Linked DNA regions of Mus musculus: all the other regions are linked to region 4. Evidence: chromatin contacts called from public promoter capture Hi-C and targeted proximity ligation data. All regions are on one chromosome and are shown on one strand. The core of a region is the stretch at or near the end of the contact, and the rest is flanking DNA. Distances in the headings are between cores, read along the strand shown. Region 1 holds the start of Nrbp2 (nuclear receptor binding protein 2). Region 2 holds the start of Smpd5 (sphingomyelin phosphodiesterase 5). Region 3 holds the start of Zfp7 (zinc finger protein 7). Region 4 holds the start of Adck5 (aarF domain containing kinase 5).

What was found. Promoter capture Hi-C pulls out the DNA fragments that hold promoters and counts their contacts. Capture Hi-C pulls out chosen DNA fragments and counts their contacts.
Region 1: a promoter capture Hi-C map of adipose tissue shows a contact between it and region 4. A contact is called at or near these places in 1 of 39 promoter capture datasets (liver), 2 of 130 datasets of targeted methods (bone marrow-derived macrophages and extraembryonic endoderm stem cells) and 1 of 9 other capture datasets (adipose tissue).
Region 2: a contact with region 4 is called in a targeted proximity ligation map of pancreatic cancer cells. A contact is called at or near these places in 3 of 130 datasets of targeted methods (embryonic stem cells, memory CD8 T cells and pancreatic cancer cells) and 1 of 9 other capture datasets (pancreatic islet).
Region 3: a contact with region 4 is called in a promoter capture Hi-C map of pre-B cells, with 5 times the contacts expected there. A contact is called at or near these places in 12 of 39 promoter capture datasets (the 3T3-L1 cell line, 3T3-L1-derived adipocytes, the C10 cell line and 7 more), 1 of 484 Hi-C or Micro-C datasets (B cells), 2 of 130 datasets of targeted methods (embryonic stem cells and pancreatic cancer cells) and 3 of 9 other capture datasets (adipose tissue, embryonic stem cells and pancreatic islet).

Annotation. Positions count from the first base shown.
Region 1 is chr15:76,090,220-76,093,284 of GRCm38.p6, forward strand. Nrbp2 (nuclear receptor binding protein 2) reads right to left here and starts at 1,471. Exons shown (of 18, transcript NM_001358359.1): 1 at 1,152-1,471; 2 at 589-711; 3 at 419-520; 4 at 234-323; 5 at 27-67. The coding sequence starts at 1,274. It overlaps Gm41349 (a long non-coding RNA gene), which reads left to right and starts at 486. Exons shown (of 4, transcript XR_003951571.1): 1 at 486-837; 2 at 1,115-1,827.
Region 2 is chr15:76,292,677-76,295,690 of GRCm38.p6, forward strand. Smpd5 (sphingomyelin phosphodiesterase 5) reads left to right here and starts at 1,696. Exons shown (of 7, transcript NM_001195537.2): 1 at 1,696-2,615; 2 at 2,714-2,786; 3 at 3,008-3,014. The coding sequence starts at 1,758.
Region 3 is chr15:76,877,914-76,880,827 of GRCm38.p6, forward strand. Zfp7 (zinc finger protein 7) reads left to right here and starts at 1,340. Exons shown (of 5, transcript NM_145916.3): 1 at 1,340-1,440; 2 at 2,826-2,869. The coding sequence starts at 2,867.
Region 4 is chr15:76,574,862-76,577,654 of GRCm38.p6, forward strand. Adck5 (aarF domain containing kinase 5) reads left to right here and starts at 1,498. Exons shown (of 15, transcript NM_172960.3): 1 at 1,498-1,633. The coding sequence starts at 1,622.

The DNA of each region.
Region 1 (3,065 bases), core at 221-2,720, 480 kb before region 4:
GCGCGTGGGCAAGGCCAGGCTCTCACCTGAGTGCAGACAGGATCTGCGTACACCAGCGCTTCCAGGCCTGGCAGCGGACGCACGACTCCGTCGGGTGGGCACCAAAAGGCTGCTGAGCCTGCGGAGCCCGCCCGCTACCCCACTCCTGAACCGAGGTTTTTCGGAGTCCCCCGCCCCACTACTGTCCCTAAGTTCTGCTGGACTCCCTCCAGTCCCCAGCCCACTCCCCATACCCGGGCGTTCATGGCCTTGTGGTTCTTCTTGGTCTTTTTGAGGAACTGCTTGAGGCTGCCAGACGACACGTATTCTGTGATGAAGATGACCTGCGGGCAGGCGGGCTCCGCCGTTGCGGGTGGGTCTCCATGCTGCCCCACCCAGCCTGTGGCTTCACTCCGCCCTTCACCCGCCCCTAGCTCACCCTCGCGCGGGCCTCAGAGGCGTCCAGCCAATACTTGTGCAGCTTGACGATGTTGGGATGGTCCACCAGCGCCAGCTGCTCAAACATGGTCTGGATCTTCTCCTGGGGAAAGAGGATGGTTGTGGGGCCAATCAACGGTATGGGGCAAAGCGGGTATAGACAGGCCTCACCTCATGGGCCGCAAAGGCCTTCCTATCCCCGAAGTGAAGTTCGTTCCACACCACTTCTACACCCTCCTCCGTGTCCATGGCCAGAAAGGTGCTCTGGATCCCGGGCATGTTCCCTTGGTTCACCTAGGTGGGAAGAATGTGTGTCCTGATACGAATAGACCCAGGGTGTGGACGTGGTCTCCGCCACAACCTTCCCCCAGCCGTGAATGTGCTGCTAGCCTTGCCCAGCTCAGTGGGAGGGCTGAGGAGGTAAGGCTGGGAATCAAGAACCCAGGGGGAGAAGGGTGGTGTCCAGGGGCTGGGCCAGAAGGTACGCAGGTTTTAGAGGTTGGGGAGATCCCCAGAGCGGTAGTAGGGATCCAAGAGGCACGTGGAGGTGGTCCCAGTATGACACCGGTGTTCAAGGAATGGGGGTTTCTCACCAGGGCTTGGGGCCAAAGGGATCCGAGGGCCTCCAGAGGCCAGGGCGTCCGGGGAGACCCTCATACTGGCTCGGCCCCACGGATCCCATGGCTTCTATCCTTAGGCTACGGGACGGCGGCGTCACCCGCACCCGTGCCCACCTGCTCCCGCCGCTTCTGCCAGCGGCCACACGGGCTCTCCTCCAGGATGTCGCTCTCGTCCTCGCTCTCGTCCTCCCGCTCGCGCTCCCGGCCTCTCCTCGGCGCCGGCTCCGGGGCCGCCATGGCTCGGCGAGCCCAGGCCGCCGCCCTCCGCGCAAGCCCTCGCCCCGCTCCCGCCCGCCCTGGCCCAGCGCCCAGCAGCCCAACCTGGAGCCCAGCGGAGCGGCCGCCGCGAGCCCTCCTCGGCTCCGGGAATTGGGAGGCGCGGGCTCGCAGCGGACCCGAGGGAGGAGCCGCCCCGCCCCTCCGGAGCCGCCTCTGCAGGCCGGTGCTGGACTGTAGCTCGATCCAGGGCGGCAGAACCCCGCCCCAGGCACGCCTCGTCCTCCCAGACCACTCCTGCTTCCCCCAAAGCTCCGCCTCAAAGAGACGCGCCCCTCAAAGGCACCACCCATTCCTGCGGAGGCCTCTCCAAGGTTTCCCAGGCAGCTGTGGTTCTCCCAGCAGACTGTGCCTGGCCTCTTCGGGAACCACTTTTGCCCAACTCTTGAAGCCAGTTCTTCCAGCACCGCATCCCGATCCTGCTCCCATGACAAGTGTCCTGAACTCGGCCCGATGTAGAGAGTCTGAATGGGGCATCAAGGGTCAAGGGCATCTGGGGGCAGGCACTTCAGTGGTAAGAAACCATATGGTCTCAGAAATGGGACCAGTTCCCTCCTCAGGTAGCCAAGGAACGCATCACTAAAGATGCACCGCAGCAGAGACTGATGGGATACTCTTTAAATCCTGACTGCCTGTCTCTTCCTGGACCAGAATTCCGTGCAAACCCACTTTTCATAATGGCGAGTTTCTCTTTTCTCCCCAAATGTGACGCTCTCCGTTCCACTATGGGCTCCCTTGAAGCAATGGAACCACGAAGAGGGAGCATTTCTCACTTGTCACATCCAGCAGACTCCCCCACCCCCCGAAAACCTCTATCCACCCCTCAACTGCCCTCAGTCCTACCTCTGCCCTTCTACCCACCGGCACCTCCCCTTTCTATATAGAGACCCTGGCTGTCCTCTGATTTAAACATCATCTGACCCCTGACCAGCTCTGCCCCCCACTCTGCTCCTGACTTCTGTCATAGCCCGCTCAGAATGCTGCAGCTTGCTGTGGACTTCTACCTATCCTGAGAAGGGTTAGCTAGTTTAGCAGATCAGGAGGGGTTAACCCTCTACTGGCCCTAGAAGTCAGAACAGGGCCAATGCTTGGAAGACAATTCCCATGTCCTTGGATCTACCTATTTGTGTCTGTTTAACTAGGACCCTAGCCACACTGGAGAGTCTGCACTAAGAACACAAATGATGAAGAGCCTTGTACCACAGTGTTAGCAGAGCCTCTTGGGGGGGGGGCAGGCACTACAGATAGAACCCGTTTTTTAAAAATGTGACATTGAGGGCTCGTTGGTTAAGAGTACTTCTGCTCTTGCAGAAGACCCAAGTTCAATTCCCAGCACTCACACAAGTTCACAATTACCTGTTACTCCACTTCCAGGGGATCTGCTGCCCTCTTCTGGTCTTGATGGGTACCAAACGCACATACATGTAGGCACTCATTATCACATACACATAAAATAAACCTTAAAAACAATGCACAACACCAAGGCTAGTGGCACGCACAGATCACAGCTGGCAGTAGCACATGCTGTCTAAGAACTGTAGGGGACAGGGTAACTGGATGCTCACACAGACGTCCCCTAGGTTCCATTCCACAAGACGTTTGCTACAGCTGGTTTCTCTAAGCAGCCTTTGTGGAGGTCAAACCTGCCCTCCTGACTGTTTGCTGCACTTGACAGGCCCATCCATCCCTCTTTGTGCTGACTGTGACTTATACATAGAATGCATCTTCTGTCACCCGTTGAGGCCACGTCCT
Region 2 (3,014 bases), core at 446-2,945, 280 kb before region 4:
TTTCTAATGGGATTAAATGGAAGGTCCCAAATTCCCTTTTTACTTGGTAATGAAAACAGAAGTTCTGGGAGCGGAGGAAAAAAAAGAGGGAGTAGGATCAGGAACAGGGAAGGGATGATGCAGAAAGAAAGGATACTTCCCTGTTCTTAGCAAAGGGGTAGGGAGCCTCAGGGCCTTGGGGCAGGACAGTAGAGGTAAGAGAGCCAGATGCCACCTCATCCAAACCTGGGCAAGGGAGCCTGGGAGATGGCAGCCCCTTGTGAAGATGCCCAAGGTCTGAGAAAAGGATGGGTTCTGTCTAAGCATGGGGGACCAGAGCTGACCAGAGAATGAAAAACATGGGTTGGGGGGGATAGGGCGAGGGATTGTGGGAGGGGGGACCAGGAGCAGGGGGCATCTATGGGGATGTAAAATGAATAAATAAATGAAAAAAAAGGAACATGGGTTGGAAAAATTGGGGCCCTTGTGGGAGGGGGGTATTGAAATCAATGGGTAGGCTGAGATTGGAAACATCGTGGTGTTTCTAGAAGAGTGGAGACCAAAATGGGGTTGGTTCATGAGAAGGGCAGTGTGGAAAAGCCTGGAGTAGTTTCTGGCTTGCCTGAAGTTGCAGGCGCTAGGGCAGTGACAAGGCAGAAAGGAATAAAAGAACTAGGGACTTAGAAAACCAGTTCTTGCCAGTCAAGGAACAGCAGAGCCTTGGGGGGGGGGGGGCGGATTCAAACAGGAATCTATCAGTACCAATACAACTTCCGGTTAGAAAGAGGCATGGTTCTCCAGCTGGGATACCTCGCCCCACCCCCACCCCCACCCCCACCTGCCCTGCAGAGTTCAATGCCTTCTGCCCAGACTGCCCAGCTCATCAACAGTTGCCTTCATCCAAAGTCTCCAGGACTATCCTGGCAAGCCGGCTGAAGATCGCCAGCCAAGACAAACCTGATGGGTTACTTAAGAGACACTGATGGTCGATGTCAGGGTGTTTGCTGGCTCACAGCTGGAGTTAAGGAGTCAGACTTCCAAGGGGAGCCAAGAAAAGTCTGTGAAAGCCCAAGGGATCATTGTCAAGAAACTAAAGTCAAGAGGGGCGGTGCTGGTACATGTCTTTAATCCCAGCAATCCGGAGGCAGAGGCAGGCAGATCTCTGTGAGTTCGAGGCCAGCCTGGTCTACAGAGCAAGTTCCAGGACAGCCAGAGTCACAGAGAAACCCTGCCCCGAGAAACAAAACAAAACAAACAAAAATAAAACACAGAATTAAAAGAACTTAAGTCTGTTACAGGGCTCATAGAATGGAGGATTTCCTTTTACCTGTCTGGGCAAGCTGCCTCAGGTGTAGAACTAACGGTCCCTCCCCGGGTTTGAAGTCTCAGCCTCTGCAAGCCATCGGTGCTGAGTCTCTGCACTAAGCCAGGCACCGGATTGAGAGGCTGTGGTGAACCTACCTGGCTGTGAGTAGTCAGGCTGTAAAGTGTATTGGAGGGGTGGGGGAGGGGAGAGTAGGCAGGGCCCTAAGTTTTTCTCCGAAGCACTAAGTGGACCCCCGCAAGTACAAGGAGGAAATAGGGCAGGGCTGTAAAGCTCGGATTTCTTTTACGGGTTTTTTTTTTTTTTTAAATTGTTGTTCGTTTCCAACCGCCACAGAAGTTCTGAGTGGGTGGGGCCAGTGGCCAGCACTCAGGCTCGCGGGACGTCCGGGCATTACTAGCGGCGCGCACAGGTTGTGCCACCTGGTCTTGACCTCCGCCGCCGCTGGAAACCAATGAGTCTCCCTGACATTTCGCGGCGAAGGAGCCCAGTGCCCCAAGAGGACTGGCCCCTGACACCCAACGCCCTGAGGCCTTCACCTTTCCCGAACCCAGTGCTGCAAGCCCTCTACAGTTTATCCCGCGTGCTGCTTTTCCCGACTTACTGGTCCCTGGACCAGTTGCTGGGCTGCTGGGCACCAAGCGTCCGATCCAAAAGCTTGGGGTGGTTCAAAGTCCTGGCAGGAAGTGGGGTGTTGCTACCACTGGTGGTGGTCGGCCTACCCTTAGCGTTGGTCGGCCTTGCGCTCTGGCTGCCCCTCCAGGTCTGGCGCCGCCCCTTCTGCTATCAGCCCCCTCCGGCATGCTGGGTGTGGCCACAGCCCTGGCATCCGCCTGCTGAGCGCCGGCGCTGCTTTGTCTTTCTCACTGCTAATCTGTGCCTATTGCCCCACGGGCTGGCTCATTTTAACAACCTGTCGCACAGCCTGCAGCGCGCCGAGGCTGTAGGGGCCGCACTGCTAGATAGCCTTCAATCGTCACAGTATAGGGTTTCCGAATGCAGTCAGCCGCCGCCTAGGGTGCCTGGTGGTGAGCTGAAGGCCACATTACCTATGGGCTTGGACTTCGTGTGTCTGCAGGAAGTGTTCGACCTCCGCGCAGCTCGTCGTCTTGTGCGTGTCTTGGTACCAAATCTGGGCCCGGTGATATATGATGTGGGCACATTTGGCTTAATGGCTGGGCCGTACATCAAGGTACTGGGCAGTGGGCTTCTACTGGCCTCGCGCTACCCGTTGCTGCGTGCCACCTTCCGTTGCTTTCCTAACGCTCGTCGCGAGGACGCCATGGCCTCCAAAGGTCTACTATCAGTCCAGGTACTAACCCAGGCTGCAGTGAGCCCTAGCGGGGAGAGCGTAAGCAATAGATTTAACCAGGAGAGCAAGAAGACCTGGAACTGTGGGTGGTGTTGCAGGCGCAGCTAGGCATCGTGGACGGGCACCCCATCGTGGGATACCTTCATTGTACACATTTGCATGCACCCGTTGGTGAGCCCTGCAGGAGGGTTTGAAATGTGGGTAGGTAGCCCCTCTTCTCTCCTTCGAAGGCAGTAGGTCCCTTAACCTTACCAACACGTCTGTCCCCACATCCCAATGTTCTCTGCCCCAGACATCCCAAGAAATGCCTTGGGTGGTTTACAGATCAGGACCCACAGGGTGAGGTCTTAGATCCCTACTCTGGGCTAAGCCAACTTCATCTCTCCTCTCAGAGGATGG
Region 3 (2,914 bases), core at 90-2,589, 300 kb after region 4:
CATACACACATGGCACACACATATACACATATACCACACACATACACACATACACGGCACAGACACATACACATATACCACACACACACACACACACACACACAAATAGCACATACACAGCATAGACATTTACACATACATGCACAAACCACAAACATACACACACTCAAGGCACAGACACACACACACACACGCATGTGAATGTGCATACACACTCTCTCCTTTCTCATAGCTCCCTCTTTGCCACTTTCCAAGGACTATATCCTCTCCCCTCACACCCGCTCAGTAGTGCAGATACAATAGGCCCTCTATCCTCCTTGAAACATTTTCTTTATCACCAGTGACTCCATCCTTCACTTAGTTCTGCCAACCTCCCTCTCTCTATGCTAGTGTTTCCTTGTTACTAGAATCTAAAGGCCTAGGCTCTCTGACAGTTGAAGAACATGTTAGGGCAAGGAGAATTGACAGGAAAAAAATCAGGTTTATTCAGTAGCTGGCATTCTTTTTTTTTTTTTTTTTTCTTCGAGACAGGGTTTCTCTGTGTAGCCCTGGCTGTCCTGGAACTCACTCTGTAGACCAGGCTGGCCTCGAACTCAGAAATCCGCTTGCCTCTCCCTCCCAAGTGCTGGGATCAAAGGCATGTGCCACCACTGCCCGGCTAGTAGCTGGCATTCTTGAGAAGTTAAGATGTACTTTCTCCTCAAGACTCTTTTTTTTGTTTGTTTGTTTGTTTTTTCGAGACAGGGTTTCTCTGTGTAGCCCTGGCTGTCCTGGAATTCACTTTGTAGACCAGGCTGGCCTCAAACTCAGAAATCCTCCTGCCTCTGCCTCCCAGGTGCTGGGATTAAAGGCGTACGCCACCACCGCCCAGCTTTTTTTTTTTTTTTTTTTTTGGTTTCTTGAGACAGGGTTTCTCTGTGTAGCCCTGGCTGTCCTGGAACTCACTTTGTAGACCAGGCTGGCCTCGAACCCATAAATCCACCTGCCTCTGCCTCCTGAGTGCTGGGATTAAAGGTGTGCGCCACCACACCCGGCTTCTCCTCAAGACTCTTATCATTAAGGTTCAGGGACCCAAAGGGATTTTTGGTAAGGGAAAGCCTTTGGTAAAGCTTTTTGGGGTTGGTAGTGAGACTGTGGTTGGGTAGGCTCTTTCTCATCAGAAATGCATCCTCTGGCCCCGCCTCCTGGTCGTGCCTGGCCTTCGGTGACCTTCAGCCACACTTCCCGGCCCTGCCTCTCAGTCTCTAGCCCAGCCCTTTATGGGCCGTGACAACTTCTGGCCCCGCCCCCACCCCTGTAACCTGGCGGGGGGCGGAGTTAGAGAACAAACGGGGCGCGCTGGCCAGCGAGCGGAAGTCGCCCGGGTGGGGCACAGTGGGATAAGCTTGCAAAGCCCTTTCCGGTGGCTCTCTTGTTGGGATCCACCACGCGCCGGGGCAGGTGAGTAGGCGCAGTCGCTTTCCTTGTTTTTAGGGCAAGGGACACTTGGCTTTTACTCCCCAAAAGGATGGAAGGCGTGGGCGGCTCGGTGCTGTTGTGAATGCCTGGCCGAAGACGTGATCCCAGCGGAGTAGAATAGCCGAGCATCCCAGCTCTTCTAGCCTGCTCCCGGGCTCCAGTGTTGAACCTGAGCAAGGCTGCTTCCCTCCAGGCCTGGGGCTGGGTGCAACCTCCCTCATTCCTCGTGAGTAATCACTTTCTGGGACTATCTCTTCTCTCATTTCTGCACCTGAATGACCTGGAGTCGGTCACGCCTGCGGACTCAGAAGGCATCTCAGGATTTGCTCTTCTGTATCTGAGACCGCGATTTCCCATTGGTAGTCCAAATGCTGGGGTCTGAGAGGAGAATTCTTTTCTAGTGTTCACTGCTAATTGGCCAGTCTAGCCAGTGGCCAGATACCTGGGCCAAAAGCTACCTGGGAAAGTAGCTTCCTCTCTCCCATTTTGACCTGAAGGTGGGTGTTTGTGTGTGCAAGGAGGGGCCCAAGGGCTTTGGTTTAGCAGAAGGGGACTTCTCGAATCCTTTTTTGTCGTCATCCTTGTGACTTAGGGCAGCTGTAGCTCGTTCTGGAATTTAGGTACAGGTGAACAGGGATTGTTTTCCTTCTGAAGGCCTTTTTTTCTTTTTCCTGGACCTGACTGCTACTGCCTCCAGTTAACTCTTCCTTATCTTCTCTCCTTTGGCTCACACACTGGCTCACTTGGTCCCATTTTCAGATCCTGAAGTGCGTTTCCTACCTCAGCCACCAGCTTGGCCTAGGTCCCTGGGGGAAGGCATCCTTTAAACTTTACCAGCGTTTCTCATTTAAACACTTTACTAGTCCCCCCGTACTTCAGCACTGTTGTTGATGTGATCTTAGTTGTCCTTTCTACTAGATGTCCCATGAAGTCTCCCTCGTTGTTCAGTTGAATGTGTGGCCTATGGCAGCCATTTATTTATTTATTCATTCATTCATTCATTTATTTTTTGGTTTATCGAGACAGGATTTCTCTGAGTAGCATTAACTGTCCTGGAACTCATTCTGTAGATTAGGCTGGCTTCGAACTCAGAGACTAAAGGTGTGTTTTATACACACACACACACAACACACACACACACACACCTGCCGCAGCTGTACATCATGGCTCCAGCCCTTACTCCCACACAACACAGACAAGAAGGCTCAGGAGCTGATATTCAAATATCAGCCTTTGCCCAGTCTGGTGTGTCTGTGCGTCTGGCTTGGGTGGTAAAGAAGCAGTGGGGTACAGAGCCCCTCCAGTCACCCTGGGAACTGGGGAGCTTCCTCCCCTCTGACCTCTGATCTCGTTATGATTTCTCACAGGTGTCTGACTCAGGACAAGCGGATCCCACCCTCCAGATCTCATGGTAGGGAGCCTGGCTGCTGCCTGTATTCCCTCTCCACTCCTGTCA
Region 4 (2,793 bases), core at 248-2,747:
GGTCTCTGAGCCTCTGTATTTTTGAGTTACTTTATGTATATATCCTGACATATGTCACCCAAAAATACACAGGCTTCCAACTGCTGCAGACGCTCAGGGACAGGCTGCTGGCCAAGACTGTATGATATAATGTTTGGAAAGGTTTGGGCTAAATAAGTATTCTGGAGTTGCTGGGCTACTTGGTTGCCCTGACTTTCCAACAGGTTCCTGGTAGCTCCCAGCTAGGTCTCCCTGGTTCGGGTGTGACCTCACAGGGCTGAGGACTTTGATCTGTTCCCTACTGTATATCTGGACCTAATTGCCACAATCTCTCTCCCCTGTGCTTTATAAGTAGCCCAGTCTCGGAACACCCATTTCTGCCTTTTCATCCTGGGCTCTGTGCACCCTGAATCCATTTTGTCCCTGACACATTGCTTTCCAGTTGCGCCCAGACATCTCAGCTACACGTACTTCCTAGGCTTGCAAGGACGTCCAGAATGAATGAACTGGAAGGAGGCCATTGCCTGACATCGTCTGGCTCACAGACTTTTGTGACCCCCTCATACAGCCACTCTGCCACCTTCCAGGCACTCCAAAGCCAATTGGGGACATGACATTATCTTAGAGCCTGCTTAGAGCCATGTTCAACCAGAAGGCAGCTTGCCAGTTCCAGTGGGTGGGTGGGGGGAGGCTCAGGTGACCTCAAAGAACCCAATGGTCAACATTAGGACAGTTGCTGAGAAGAGCACCCGTGGCTAGGGAAGCAGGAACTTCAGGGGAGTTCTGAGGAACCAGGTAGTAAGGACCCCTCCAGAGGAGGATTTGCAGAAGGATTGGGTATCACAGAGAGTGAAGAGTAGGGGGACAAAGAACCAGGACTCTTCACAGAGAAACCCTGTCTTAGAAAAAAAAAGAAAAGAAAAAACAAAACAAAACAAAACAAACCAACCAACCAACCAAACAAACAAACAAAAAAGAACCTGGACTCTAACTGACATAGTTGGCAAGAAAGCGAGGGTGTCTCTAGCTTTGGTGGCTGTCTCAACAGGTGTTGCCAAACTGCCTGTGCGAGCGAATACTGAGAGTTGTGAAAATGACCAAGTGTCAGCTTTGAGTTACACTGTCACTTTTCAGAAAGGAACGAGAGCCCGACAAAATTAAAGAGCCAATTCAAGGGTCTGGGAATATGGCTGAGTGGGTAAAAGGGCTACCCTAGGAAGCCAAGTTCCTGGAACAATGTAAAAAGCACTTCTAGAGTGAAATAGGAGTGGGAAGAGGAAAATTGCCCGCAAACTTAGCCTGGCTTGCACAGGGCAACAGAAATAAAACAGACGGTGGAAAGCAAGCACCAACCGACTCTTGAAAATTGCTCCATAACATTCACATACAATAAACAAAGGAAAACACTTGGTAAAGACTCATCACTTGGTGTCTCCCATGAGGCTATGCCCCGGGCGACCTCAAGGGGCCGCTGCACGCCGAGGCGGTCACGTCACGTTTTGGGGGCGTGGCCCTTCCACTCTACCCAGGTCTGTGTGGCGCGTGTGGGCCGGTGCGCAAGCGCATTGCCTACTCTTTCGCGGGGTCGTCTGGGCACCAGGGACGTCTGCGGCGAAACCGGGAAGAGAGCACTGCCGGGGACATGTGGCGGCCGGTGAGGACCCCGCCCCCGCACGCCCTGGTCCCTGACTCTGCGCTCCGCATCCCTGCGTTGGGATCTCTCTCTGTACCCGGAGGTTCTGGATCCAGTCCAGGCCCGGGCCCTGCCCATCGACCCCAAAGCTTTGGAGAACTCTGATTCCCGCTTCCTCTTTTTTTCCCCAGAGCCTTTGGGAAGACTCAGCATTATTTAACCTCACCCCAGGGTCCTCTTCCTTCTGCCTCTGTCCTCAGCGCATCCCTCGGGTCTCCCCGGGAAGCTGCTCTGTCCTCTCTATCAGCTTCTGGAAGGGAGACAACCCCATGATTCCCGCTGGGTTAGCATGCCCTCACTCCCTTAGCCCCTTGTTCTGGCCCTGGGGGTGTCCTTGCCTATTCCCTGCCCTTGGAGTATGGCCCTTCTTCAGTTGTGTTGTTTTTAAACTTCTGCGAAGTTGTTTTTCTAGTACATCTGGCCTTGTAGGTTTAGATAATGAGAGGCCAGGAGGTGGGTTAACGTTTGGCTTGCAGTGTACAGCCCTGCTGGGTGTGTGCTTTCTGATGGGAGTCCTGTTGCTCAGAGACAAGTTGCCTTTTACACAGACAGCACTTTACTGTAGCAAAAACTTTTCCACATATCCGTATTACTTGTCACTTACACCTCTAGACAGCCCTGGGAGTTTGTTTTGTTTTGTTTTGTTTGAGATAGGGTTTCTCTTGTTTTTGGACAGCCCTGGCTGGCCTGGAACTAGCTCTGTAGAGCTGGCTGGCCTCCAACTCAGAGATCCTCTGCTGGGATCAAAGCCATATGCTACCACTGCCTGGCTAGAAAGGCAAGGGTTTTTTTGTTTGTTTGTCTTAGTTTTTTTTGTTTTTGGCTCCTTGCTTACCCCCCTCCAAGGTTGGGGTATTTGGTTTTAGCTCTGGCTGTCCTGGAACTCACTCTGTAGAGCATACTGGCCTCGAACTCACAGAAATCTGCTTGCCTCTGCCACCCTAGTGCTGGGATTAAAGCTGTGTACCACCACCACCCTACCAGAAAGGGGAGTTTTAACCTCTGATTAGGAATTACTGCACAGTACAGTGGAGTCCTTGCAGGTTCCCAATAACAACGTCCACTTCCTCTAGCTCAAATCTCTAGGCTGTTACCTACTAACTTTGGGAGATGGTCTGTGG